2 separate regions of the Arachis hypogaea genome follow, and region 2 is linked to region 1. Evidence: chromatin contacts called from public Hi-C data. All regions are on one chromosome and are shown on one strand. Each heading gives the region's core, a stretch centred on a gene start, on an enhancer-like site or on the middle of the called end of the contact. The rest is flanking DNA. Distances are from core to core; before and after follow the strand shown. Region 1 holds the start of LOC112696668 (serine/threonine-protein kinase KIPK2). Region 2 holds the start of LOC112696670 (large ribosomal subunit protein P2B).

Region 1 (5,857 bases), core at 1,194-3,693:
TTGGCGGAAGAGTGACAAGGGTTGTTCCACCAGAGTTTTGGAGGGTTGGAGGAGAATGAAAATTGAGGTTTTAAGTTATAATTGGATTAGAACCTAAGTACCTTAGTTAGTTTACCTTATTTCTGGTTTAATTTATAACTCTATGTTTTAAATCTGAGTGTCCGAGTTCTAGGATCACTTCTGGCTTTTCCAAGACCTTATATCTTATGTACGTTGGCATCTTTACCATGTTGAGAACCTCCGGTTCTCATTCCATACATGTGTTGTTGTTTTCAGATGCAGGTCAAGATGCATCTCGGTGAGCATCTGGAGGTTCCTATGGCAAGTGAAGTGGGGATGTTATATGTTGTCATATTACTATGTATATATATGTATATAGACTCTTCTTCACTTGTACTTTATGTTTAATCCTCCTAGAGACTTTTTGGAGAACTATGGGCTTATTTTATGTCTTTTGTGATACTCTAGGATATGATTATATGCATGTATGTATGTAATTATACTCTGGCCAGTCTTGGCTTCGGAGGTCGAGTCTGGAGTTTGATATTCTGTATTTTTGGTACTCTACTCTGTGTATTTTTGGTTTATCCTTTCTGTTTACCCGGTTTTACATTTTTGAGTGTGTTGCGCTTTTTTTTTACGATTTTGCTTCAACTTTTCTTCAAGGCTCCTAACTATGAATTCTTTCAACTATATCTACGTATTTATATATATATTTTTTAGAAGTCATAATATCTCACCACCTCTATTTTACGACTTAAGTGTAAAGCTCTGCGTGGTAGGACTGTTATACCCTATCTAGTCTTTCTCTTATTAGCATTCCACCAAATTGTATATTGCTCCATGTGTATTTCTTACCTTTGTATCCTAAACACAATAAGTTTCCTTCATTAGCAAACTCATTGATATTTTAGATAGAGGTGAATGATTTTGGTCTCCTATCCTCATTTTTGTGCTATGCCATTATTGCATTAAAATCTCCAACGGCTATTTGGTATTCTCTTCCTTGTTGAAATAGCTGGGTCAGCTTACCAAATTGCTCATTTCTTCTATTCTCATCGGTGTGAAGGTGGACTGCCTAAACTTTTCACTTAATTTGGAGTTTTGAATCAGCCAATTCAAATTGAATGAAGAAATTTTTATGCTGAATAATCTGGACTACATTATCTTCTTTTCACAGTACAACCAAACCCCCAGCCAAACCCTTCAAATTTACACAAAACGTCTTCTGAAAACACATGCGCTGTATCACCTAAGAATTTGTTGCAGCAGCGATTCTCATGCCCTAGAAAACCACAATAGTGACGGAAATTCCCAATTTTTTCATACTTTAATTTTATCTCTATCACTTTTCTATAACTTCTTGCTATCTTTATCATTCTCCTCAGCGGCTTTGTCACATCTAACTCCACTAAAACCTTCAACACCATTTCCTCCTTTTTTATCATTGTGAAAAATTCAACCTCCAAAACAGCACCTAAAAGATTCTCCCATTTTTCTGCCCAAATCCTTTGTCTTACAATGCTCCGGGAGATTCCAAAACTGTACTTATATAAGGACACGAGAAAATTCACTTTCAGTAATTTGAATGTCTTCATACCACCTACATAGATTGAAAGTGTAATTTTTGAAGGTCCAGAGAGCCCCCTTTTCTACCCTCAATAGATCTATTTCATTGTCGAAAAATAATTAGAGCATATTACCCCCATATTAGGATTTTAAATTCTTCTAGTTATCACCATATAGTGTAGAGTGCAGCCTCTAAGGTTCCACCGCTAAACTTTTTATCTAATAATAGTCTACTGACCAAATTTTTTGAACACTTATGTAACACTTCTTGAATATCTTCATTACTGAGTTAAACAATGTGATCATCATCATTATCACATTATCACCAGGATCATGGTTATGAGTTTGTGAAACAGACGGGATTGCCATATAAATTGGAACAATATGAACCAAGAAAGTAAGCAAAGTTGGAAATTATGATTTTTCCTATAAAACTCTAACAGAGCACCCAAAAAAATCTTGGTAAAGTAGAGCAAAATTTTGCATCTACTTCCACAACTTTCTGTTAATGTAAAATAAGAAAAAAAAATTGTCACATACAATATATATTCTCATTCAAAAATAATATTTTAGGTAGATTTAAAGTTAACGAAAACTCATATACAATTTGTATTCATGTGAAATTAATAACTAAAAAATAATTTTATAAATTTAATTAAATTATTATCTAATAATTTTTAATTATTAATTTTATACGAATACAACTAAGTTTTTCTTTTGTATTTTATATAATATTCAAATCCCTTAAACTCGTATTACTAGAAAAGTTTTAGCTAGTTAAGTTGAATGAATTTACTAATACTATTTTTATATTCAATACAACTAAATTATTATTATAAATTTATAATGACAACTTTTGAATTTATACTGGATACTGTATTTTTCTTGACATACGGTGGGGGCAGTGTCTGTACAAAAGAATCAGTAGTGCGTAGTGGCAGCGACACTGCTGAACACATTCCAAACGTTGGGCGTTTCGCTCTCTCTCTTCCTTTCCTCCTTTCTCTCTCTATCTCGCTCAGATTTTCTCCATCATCTCCTCAATGCGTGCCTAGTTAGGGTTTTTTCATCTTCTCCAAATTCCAACTGTTCGAGTTTTGAATCTTCTTCAGCTTCAATTTGTTAATATCTCTCTTTGGCCTTTTCTTCCACATGCTGGTAGCGCTTCTGTTTTCCGATCCCACTCTCTTTTGTTATGCTTTATTTCAATGCTAATATGTTCAGCTTATTTGTATATATTTCTTATCGTTACCCTCTCAATCTGACAACAGTGGTGTTTTGTGCTTTGAATCTGTGAACTAGATTTTTGAACTTACTATTTTGGGGTTTGTGTCTTCTACAAATTACAGTCTTGGATTCTAGTGTCTGAAATATTAAAATGAAATTAATTCCGTTGGATTGTACATCCTAGTTATATTGGATTTATAATTCTCTCCCTGTGTGTGTATTTTAGTTTCATTTTCATCATTTATTTATTTTGAATTCTTTTTTGCCTCGGTCTTGCTGTGGCCTATTTTGGGGAAGCGAATTGGTTGTAAATTCAGGGAACTGCCATTTATTTGCTTAATTTGACAATGTCCTACTAAATATGAATGAGTTGAATGAATACATATTTTACGTTTTCGTTTGCTTTGATGATGCTTTCAACTATTCGCCATTATAGCAGGGGTTTGAAACATATCTGGTAAAAGCAGTGGATACAATCCTGAATTTTTGTATCTGTTTTGGAGGAAGAAGTGTTGGATTTGCGTACCCTTATTGGCCTTCCTTGAGTTGTGATTCATTGGTGACTGATACAGCCATACAGGTGAAATGAATTAGTCACTCGAGCATTGTGAGTCAAACTGTTTTTTGTTACTTTTACCATGAGAAGCTGAACTGGTAGAACAATTTCTCTTGCAATGGGTTCATTCTCTGGCACTTCTGAAATAGTTGAAGCAACAGACGAGCTAAATACAGGGAAAACTACAGCAAGTAATCAGTCCAATAATGCGTGTAGCATGGCTGAGAAAAATCAGAAGCCTCGGGTGCTGAAACTGGGCTACAAGGACAATCTGGACGACGATATTAATAAGTTATTTGAATCAATTACTCTTAAATCTTCATCAAGAGACTTGGGCCGTTTTCAAGATGGTACAAGCCCTAAGATGAAAAGTGCATTGAAAAAGCCCATCACAGTGGGTGTTTCTCGGTCCCCGCGAGTTGGGACATCTGAACCTGTGAATTTGAAGCAGGCTTTAAGAGACCTTTGTATTTCTAAGGCATCAGAAATGGCTGCTATGAAACGATTATCAAAAGCAACAGCTTCTCCAAGAATATCAGAGGTTGGGAAGATACAAACATTGTACAATTCAGTTGTAGCTGAAACCAGTCTATCTGGCCCTCCTTTGGTTGAAAATAAAGAGAATGGAATTGAAATATCCCTAGTGCCAGAAGAAAGTAAGTCAGTTTCGATGGAGAAAACATCTCATTCTTATCAAGGTGCTGAAATCACTTCACCAAGCCAGATCATTCGATCTTCTCCTAAAGATGCTGTTGCAACCATTCAACATACTTCTAATGCTTCATTGCCGCAAGTTGATTTGGCATGTTCATCAAGTAAAGTTGGGGTTCACTCACGGCAAGTGGTGCCTGTTCAATCAGAAAAACCACCAACCACATCTCCCTCTCCATCTCCATGTACCACAACTGGAAGCAAATTGGAGTCATCCAAAATTGTTTCTTCTCCTAAAAAAGTTGGAAATAAACCATCTATATCAAATAGTGGCCATAAAGGTAGATTGCAAACATCTTCCTCATCTTCTGTAAATGGCTATAGAGTAAACAAAGTGTCACGTCATACCCCCCGTGCAGTCAAATCAGTCCTCAAGAGCAAGAATTTGAGTAAGAAAAAGCTAAAAGAGTGTTCTGGCTCTGGTTTGTGCAATCCTTCAACCAATAAAGTGAACAATAAGCCAGCTCCTGTTCCAACTCAAATGATTTGCGAGAGATGTCATTGTGCTTTAGAGAATACAAGTGAAGAAAAAGGCCACCATATCACAACACTGGACTCCATCAGTCCTGAAGTGGTGAACTCAGGTGAAGAGCACCATGGTTCAGATAAACCTGATCTGGCATCAACTAACAGTAACAAAGGCAGAGCAATTGCAAATGTAAAAAAGAGCACTAAGTTGAAAGACCAACTTGAATTTTCACAAAGTTCAAAAAGTAGCCAAGGTGAGTACAGTAGTAGCACAAGCACCAGTGACGAAAGTAATGCAAGTGGCTCAAGTTGTGGAACTAGGCCTCACATGTCAAAAGATTTTAGGTGGGAAGCCGTACGACGTGCTCATTTGGAGTATGGAGTCTTGGGCTTGAGACATTTCAATCTTTTGAAGAAACTTGGTTGTGGGGACATTGGGACAGTATATCTTGCTGAACTAATTGGCACAACTTGCTTGTTTGCTATCAAGGTCATGGATAATGAGTTTTTGGCAAGGCGGAAGAAGATGCCAAGGGCACAAACTGAGAGAGAAATATTAAGGATGCTGGATCATCCATTTCTTCCCACATTGTATGCACAATTTACATCAGATAATCTGTCATGCCTGGTTATGGAGTATTGTCCAGGTGGAGATCTTCACGTTCTACGTCAGAAGCAGCTTAGTAGGTGTTTTTCAGAGACAGCAGCAAGGTATGATCCTAAGAAAAGAGTCCAGTAATATATAAGCATTTTATTTTGTGTTTATAAGGTTATATGAAAAAAATTCACCTGCTTAACTTTAGCGTGCAACAAATGATGTGATAGCTAAGTATTTCCTAGTACAAACCTATATTCAATTTCATAATTTATATCATTTCACAGTGATGCAATATTCTTGTACTAATTTGTGTTTTTTGACTTCTGACATGCATAACTGTAAGTATTTCCTAGTACAAACCAATATATTCAATTTCATAATTTATATCATTTCACAGTGATGCAATATTCTTGTACTAATTTGTGTTTTTTGACTTTTGACATGCATAACTGTTTACTGTAGTGACAAGGTTTTGACATGTTTCTTCTGTATAAATATAACAATGTACGCTATATCAAATATGATTCCATAAATTCATATGTTGCATTAATTCTTAATGCTTTCTGCAGTGTTGCTGTTTGTGTAGCTTGTAAAATCTGTTTGTTTTGCTTATAAATCTTAAGAAACAGCGTCAGTAATTTGTTTCACTTCATCTGTGTTTTGTGGTCACTTGGAAACTATCCACTGTTTCTGGATAGACAATTTATTCCTTTTGTAAATTTGATAGA
Region 2 (5,857 bases), core at 1,035-3,534, 310 kb before region 1:
ACCGCTAAAAAATCGGACGGTTCTTCCGGTTCATCGGTTAATCGCCGATTTGACCGGTTTTTACCGGTTTTTTGCCAGACGATTTTTGACCTTATCCGGACCGGCTAGGTGACCGGTTCCCAGTTAATCCGGTTGAACCGACCGGTCAGGTTCAATTTTCAAAACCATGCATATATCTGCATTCTACTTTTTGGGTTCTTAAGATTTTGTGGCTTATAAATCGGTATTATAACATACACCCATTCAATAAAACATCAAATCCTAACCATTCTAATGCCCAACCCCTTATAACTCCATAATTTTCAAGCAAACGCTGGTTTCGAGAAGGCACTATTACGTGACCTTCTCCCACTTCCATCCTAAAACTCTATCCTAGGAAAGGTAAGTCCAACATAAAATTTAAACAATTCATTATATTCAGAGATAGAAAACCAACCTAGAATATTACTGCACAGATAACAAAAAAGCAAACTCCAACCGATCTCAGAGAAAATAACATCATCCTAATAAAAAGAACAACTTATTAAATTCACAAGTTGAAACTAATTCAAAAACTAATTTGAAAGAATAAGTAAAACTTATTATTCCAATTAAGTAAAACTTAATTCTAATTTCACCAAACTAACAACATATATCACAAAAATAAGCGACATAAGTTTAATGCAATTGAAAGAAACTCATTCACTAAACTCAACTAAAATTTTTCAACAACTCAAGCACTCTTAATCTAACCGTACTTAACCTACCCTAAGATTATTTAATTTTTACTTACATTAAATTAATACAACAACTCCTAATCACACACTTTATTAAACAAATTTAATCATTGATTTAACAAAAATCCTAACAAAATGCTAAACTCACAAAATAATCTGAAAAAATAAAATAACCATACCAACAATAAATCTGATAATAGCGGCTGCAAGGTCTCTTTAACGTGGTGGTGACAGAGGCGACAATGATGACAACATGAACAGCAACTGTGGCGTTCTTAACAGCAGGGACAACAGCAGCAGAATCAATGACGATATGTAGCGGCGATTACAATGGGTGCTCCAAGTGGTGGTGATGATGACAACTTCAACGGCAAGGGAGAGAGAAGACGAGAAGGGAGAGAGAAAGAGAAGAGAGATAAAGTGTTCGCAAAAGTGAGGGAGAAAGAATTCTGCATTAATTTTACCCTAATTTTACTGTCGAATTTACTGGCGGATTAATTTGCCGGTAAATTACCAAAATGGCGTGTTTCACTAAACTGTGATACTGGCGGAATATACTGACGAAAACTCCGATGATAAAATTGGCGCGGGTGAATTACGTTTTCGTGCGAATAATTACCGTCGATTTTAACAACGAAAAATCTATGCCGACGGTAATTTTTTTTTTTGGCAACGAATTTCTCTTCTTTTCTATCAAAAAAACTGATGCTAAATCCGTCAGTACAGGTCGACGCTAAATCCAATGATATTCAGTATCATTGCTTTTCTTATCGTGATAATCCTTGTCCTCCATGTCAAGCATTGGCGCAAATCATCGAATTGGTTGTGCTACTCGTGATGTAGAATCATCATATTCATCTTTGCCCCACTTATCAAATTTAGATAGATTAGCACCCACCTTGATGCTCCCAACCCTAACATAAAGCACCATTACAATGTTGCAGCATAATTTTTTTATGATAATCGAACATCATTCGAACATATTCAGCAGATTAAAGTATAGAATTTCTAAAAGAAAAAGAGAACATTTGAGCCTTTGAGGCTTAATATGCAACCACATTACATAAAATCACTTATGTAGAACTCAAATTTTGTCCGGGTCAATTTCTTTTTTGCATAGTGCTCAATATGATATTACATGTATCTCTTTGAAAGTGTTAACGAGATAATAAGAGATATACTTTCATTTTTTGGAATATATTTCATTTGCAATAACAAAAATTTTCATCTCGTTTTTATTGATAACAAAATAAGTAAAAATGGATAAAAATGTAGTGATATTATATTTATTTTATTTATCTTAAAATTCCTTTTTATAAAGTTAATAATTTTTTTTTTGGACGGATAAAGTTAATAATTAAATTGAACAATAACCAAGTTACTTCCGAATTCCGACCACAAAAAACTGTTTTGGACATTGACCACAAAAAAAAAACTAAATGAACCATTATTGGTATTTTTTTTCCCGGCAAGAAACTTCGTAATGGGCTTAAGAGAGGCCCCCAGTGTATCCGATAGGGCCGAAGATACGGGTCGGTCACGGGTACTAAAACCCTAGAAGCTATTGTGCCGAAATGGAACCCTATTTATGAATTTGCAGTACTGCAAAAAAAAAAAGAAAACAAAAAACAAAAGAACACTTTCGCCAATTCACTAGTCAGATCCCACTGCAACTCGCGACACATTGTTCTGGAACGAAGATGAAGGTTATCGCCGCCTATCTCCTCGCTGTTCTCGGCGGCAACACTTCCCCTTCCGCCGGCGACATCAAGGACATCCTCGGCTGCGGTAGCGTGTTTTCCATTAATCCAATTCTTTTTTTCATATTATTTTCTTTATTTTTTTTTTGTTGATTTGTGGAATATTTTGATCGGTGATTTGAAGGTGAAATTTTTATTTTGAAATTGTTCAGTTGGAGCTGAAGCTGATGATGAAAGGATAACGCTTCTTTTGTCTGAAGTGAAAGGCAAAGACATAACAGAGGTCATTGCCGCCGGTAGGGAAAAGCTTGCTTCGGTGCCTGCCGGTGGTGGCGGTGCTGTGGCCGTTGCCGCTGCTCCTAGCGGAGGTGCTGCTGCTCCCTCAGCCTCCGAGTCAAAGAAAGAGGAGAAGGTTGAAGAGAAGGAAGAATCAGATGATGTAAGTCACTGCTATTACTACTACAATTACTATTACTATTATTATTATTGTAATCTGATTGTTTTGTTTGTGTTACAGGATATGGGATTCAGTCTCTTTGACTAAGTGGTTGGTTCTTCAACTTTTATTCCCGGGAAAGATTGCCAATCTAGAGCATCTTAGTTTTAGTTAATTGTTGTGATATATGTTGGAAGAATTTGGTTTGATATTTTTATCGACTTTATTGATGTTATGGAACTTCAATTTGGAAATCACAGAATGAGTTTATTTCTTGGTTTGCCTTTCTTCATTTTTAGCCTATGGGCATCTCTTTAATTCAGTTTGTTTTTAGAATAGGCAAGAATTAACAGGCTATTAGTTTGAATTAACAATCGAGATTATCTTTTTTGTGTTAATGTTGAAAGATTACTTGATAGTTGGTAAAATCATGTGCTGATAGATTTCTGATAATACCCAATGAAATCCCTGCTTAAGCTTCTTCCAAAATTTAATTCCATTCCACAAAATGCTAACCGTCACGACTACAGGAGGATTTGGTTTTGTAAGTCGAGCATATGTTTAGATCAGGATATTAAGAAACGGAAGCTTTGTATTTTTAAGATTTTAGGCCTTTTAAAAGTAGGATATATAGGAACATGATTTTAGAGATTTTATTAAAAAGCTCATTGCCAAATGTCGTGGCCGCATTGGATTGTAATTTATAGACCAATCAGAACTTTGCCAAGGTAATGCAAGAGCAAAATGATAATCCGAAATAGTCACAATTAGAAATTGAAATGCTGGATTACTGGATAGACATTTTCTCTGCGTCCTGCTGCACTATTGGTATTGGCTAAAGAGTGGTATTGGCTAAAGAGAAGTGAGAAAGTACGTTAGCAGGTGAAAGAAGCCTTCATGTGAAGTGGAAATCTCCTCATTCTTCTTAGTATGTGTGGTTTTGTTATTCAGATTCCATATATTCAAAGAGAAAGTGAGAATTGAAATGATAGTATTTTGATATTTTGAAATCAAATTTATTTAAAAATAGTTTTTCAAACTTTGAACCAAACATAAAAATATAATATTTCTAACTTAAAATTCCTAAAAATTATTTATAATTTTCCCAAACACACAATACAACATACTGATACGGGATATGATACAATACAACATACTGATATGGGATATGATACAATACAACACGTGAAATGTGAATTTGAAATTTTTATAAGATATGGGGATACGCATATATATAAATATAAAGTACTTTTTTAGATAAATTGTACTGATATTTTAGTATTTTATTGATATTAAAATATAAATTAATTTTTTAATTATTTTTAATATTTTTCTTAATTATATAAAGTATTTAAAATATTTTTTATTTTAATAATTAATAATATGTATTATTTCTAAATTTATTTCAAAAATACATGTTAAGAATAAGGATTGATACACACCAAAATGTGTCTTGACACGCGGACACAGTAAATCATTGTTAAACAGAGAATGAGAATAAATTGAATTTTCATAATTTGTTCTAGTTTATCACCAAATAGAATATAAGAACACAAAATGTTGTATCTCTCTTTTTTGTGTCTTTTCTTGTGTCTTGAATAAAGTTGAAGTGGAGTGCTACTTGATAGCTGTTATCCAAACCATCCAAGAACATAAACAGCAAAACAATTGGAAGATCATCATCAAACAAAAGAAGTCTTTTCTATTGTGAGGACATGCATATGTATGATATTTCTTCCTAAATTAATGATCTAACTTTATTTTTAGACCAGAAAATAATTATCATAATTTAGTAGCGAAGGAAACACCTTCCTGTGCCAGTTGATCCTGATTTTCTGCTGGAGGCTGGACTTTGGCAGCTTTGGCAATAGCCTTGTTCTCCTCTGGGGTTCCACCTTCCAAGAATACTCCAAAGACTTTGCCATCTTTAATCCAATATGTTCCAAACTTTGGCTTTGCTGATTTTGGATCTCTGTCTCCAAATACCACTGCCTCTCCAACATTGTCACCATAGAATTGCCATGACAGGTCAAATGCGCGAGAGTAGAAGTATGGAAGGTAGTCGTACTCCTCTATTGTTTCCCCATTCTCTTTTGCCTTGATGGCCTACATCAAGGAATCCATTATTACAAAATGAATTGTCCTGTTGATGCCACTATAGTGATACATTCAAGGCCAAGATTGACAGTTAAATGTGCTAACCTTTACAGCCTGCTCGGCTGATTTGCGAGCATGATCGACATGTTCAACTCTTCTCATATCACCATACATTTTCATAGGGAAAGTAGCCACGTCTCCAACAGCATAAACATCATCTACACTTGTTTTGAAGAAGGCATCAGTCTGTAACCATTAACAGTTTAACACAATTTCATCATGGTCTATTGTTGACAATAAAACATTGTTAGCACATTTTTGGAACAAGCAAAACTGCCATAAGCCTCTCTAGATTTGAATTTGACTTTCAAACCTTGATTCCACCTTTATCCTCTTCAACTTTCCCTTTAAACAAGTTTGTTAGAGGCTTTGCTCCGACGCCTACAACAACAATATCAGCTTCCAAAACTCTTCCATCTTTCAACTTTACTTCTTTTACCTGAATTGTATATGGAAATCATGCTAAGTTGGATTAGCAACTTCAAAGTTCAAATCATCCTTTTAGAAAAAAATTACAATAGGGCAGAGATCGCAGGCAACATTACCTCTCCATTGGAATTAGCAGTGAAACCAGCAGCAACAGTTCCTTTAATGATTGTCACCCCCTTATTTTTTGCATAGTATTCCTCATAGAAAGCAGCTATCTCGGAGGTAAAAAGTCTTGGCACTGCAACATCAATTATATTCTTACAGGTACAAATCAAGAGATGGAATAAGTTGGTGTACTCTTTCTTTTTAGAATCCTTTTAAAAGGTTTTTTAATAAGTCGAGGTACGACCTATAAAATCAGGATGATCAAGTTCTAGTGGATTTTACTATGTTATATTCTTTTTGTCTTAGCTCTTGGA

The links. Hi-C and Micro-C count contacts between places; a contact is called where the count stands out from the background.
Region 2: a contact with region 1 is called in a Hi-C map of leaf, with 5 times the contacts expected there. The contact joins the promoter of LOC112696670 here to the promoter of LOC112696668 in region 1. A contact is called at or near these places in 4 of 8 Hi-C or Micro-C datasets (leaf and an unstated tissue).

The regions. Positions count from the first base shown.
Region 1 is chr6:67,987,957-67,993,813 of arahy.Tifrunner.gnm2.J5K5, reverse strand. LOC112696668 (serine/threonine-protein kinase KIPK2) reads left to right here and starts at 2,443. Exons shown (of 3, transcript XM_025749493.3): 1 at 2,443-2,727; 2 at 3,236-5,242. The coding sequence starts at 3,471.
Region 2 is chr6:68,300,616-68,306,472 of arahy.Tifrunner.gnm2.J5K5, reverse strand. LOC112696670 (large ribosomal subunit protein P2B) reads left to right here and starts at 2,284. Exons shown (of 3, transcript XM_025749496.3): 1 at 2,284-2,504; 2 at 2,629-2,855; 3 at 2,934-3,126. The coding sequence starts at 2,417. The coding sequence ends at 2,960. LOC112696669 (monodehydroascorbate reductase) reads right to left here. Exons shown (of 10, transcript XM_025749495.2): 7 at 5,555-5,676; 8 at 5,323-5,448; 9 at 5,055-5,195; 10 at 4,396-4,958. The coding sequence ends at 4,635.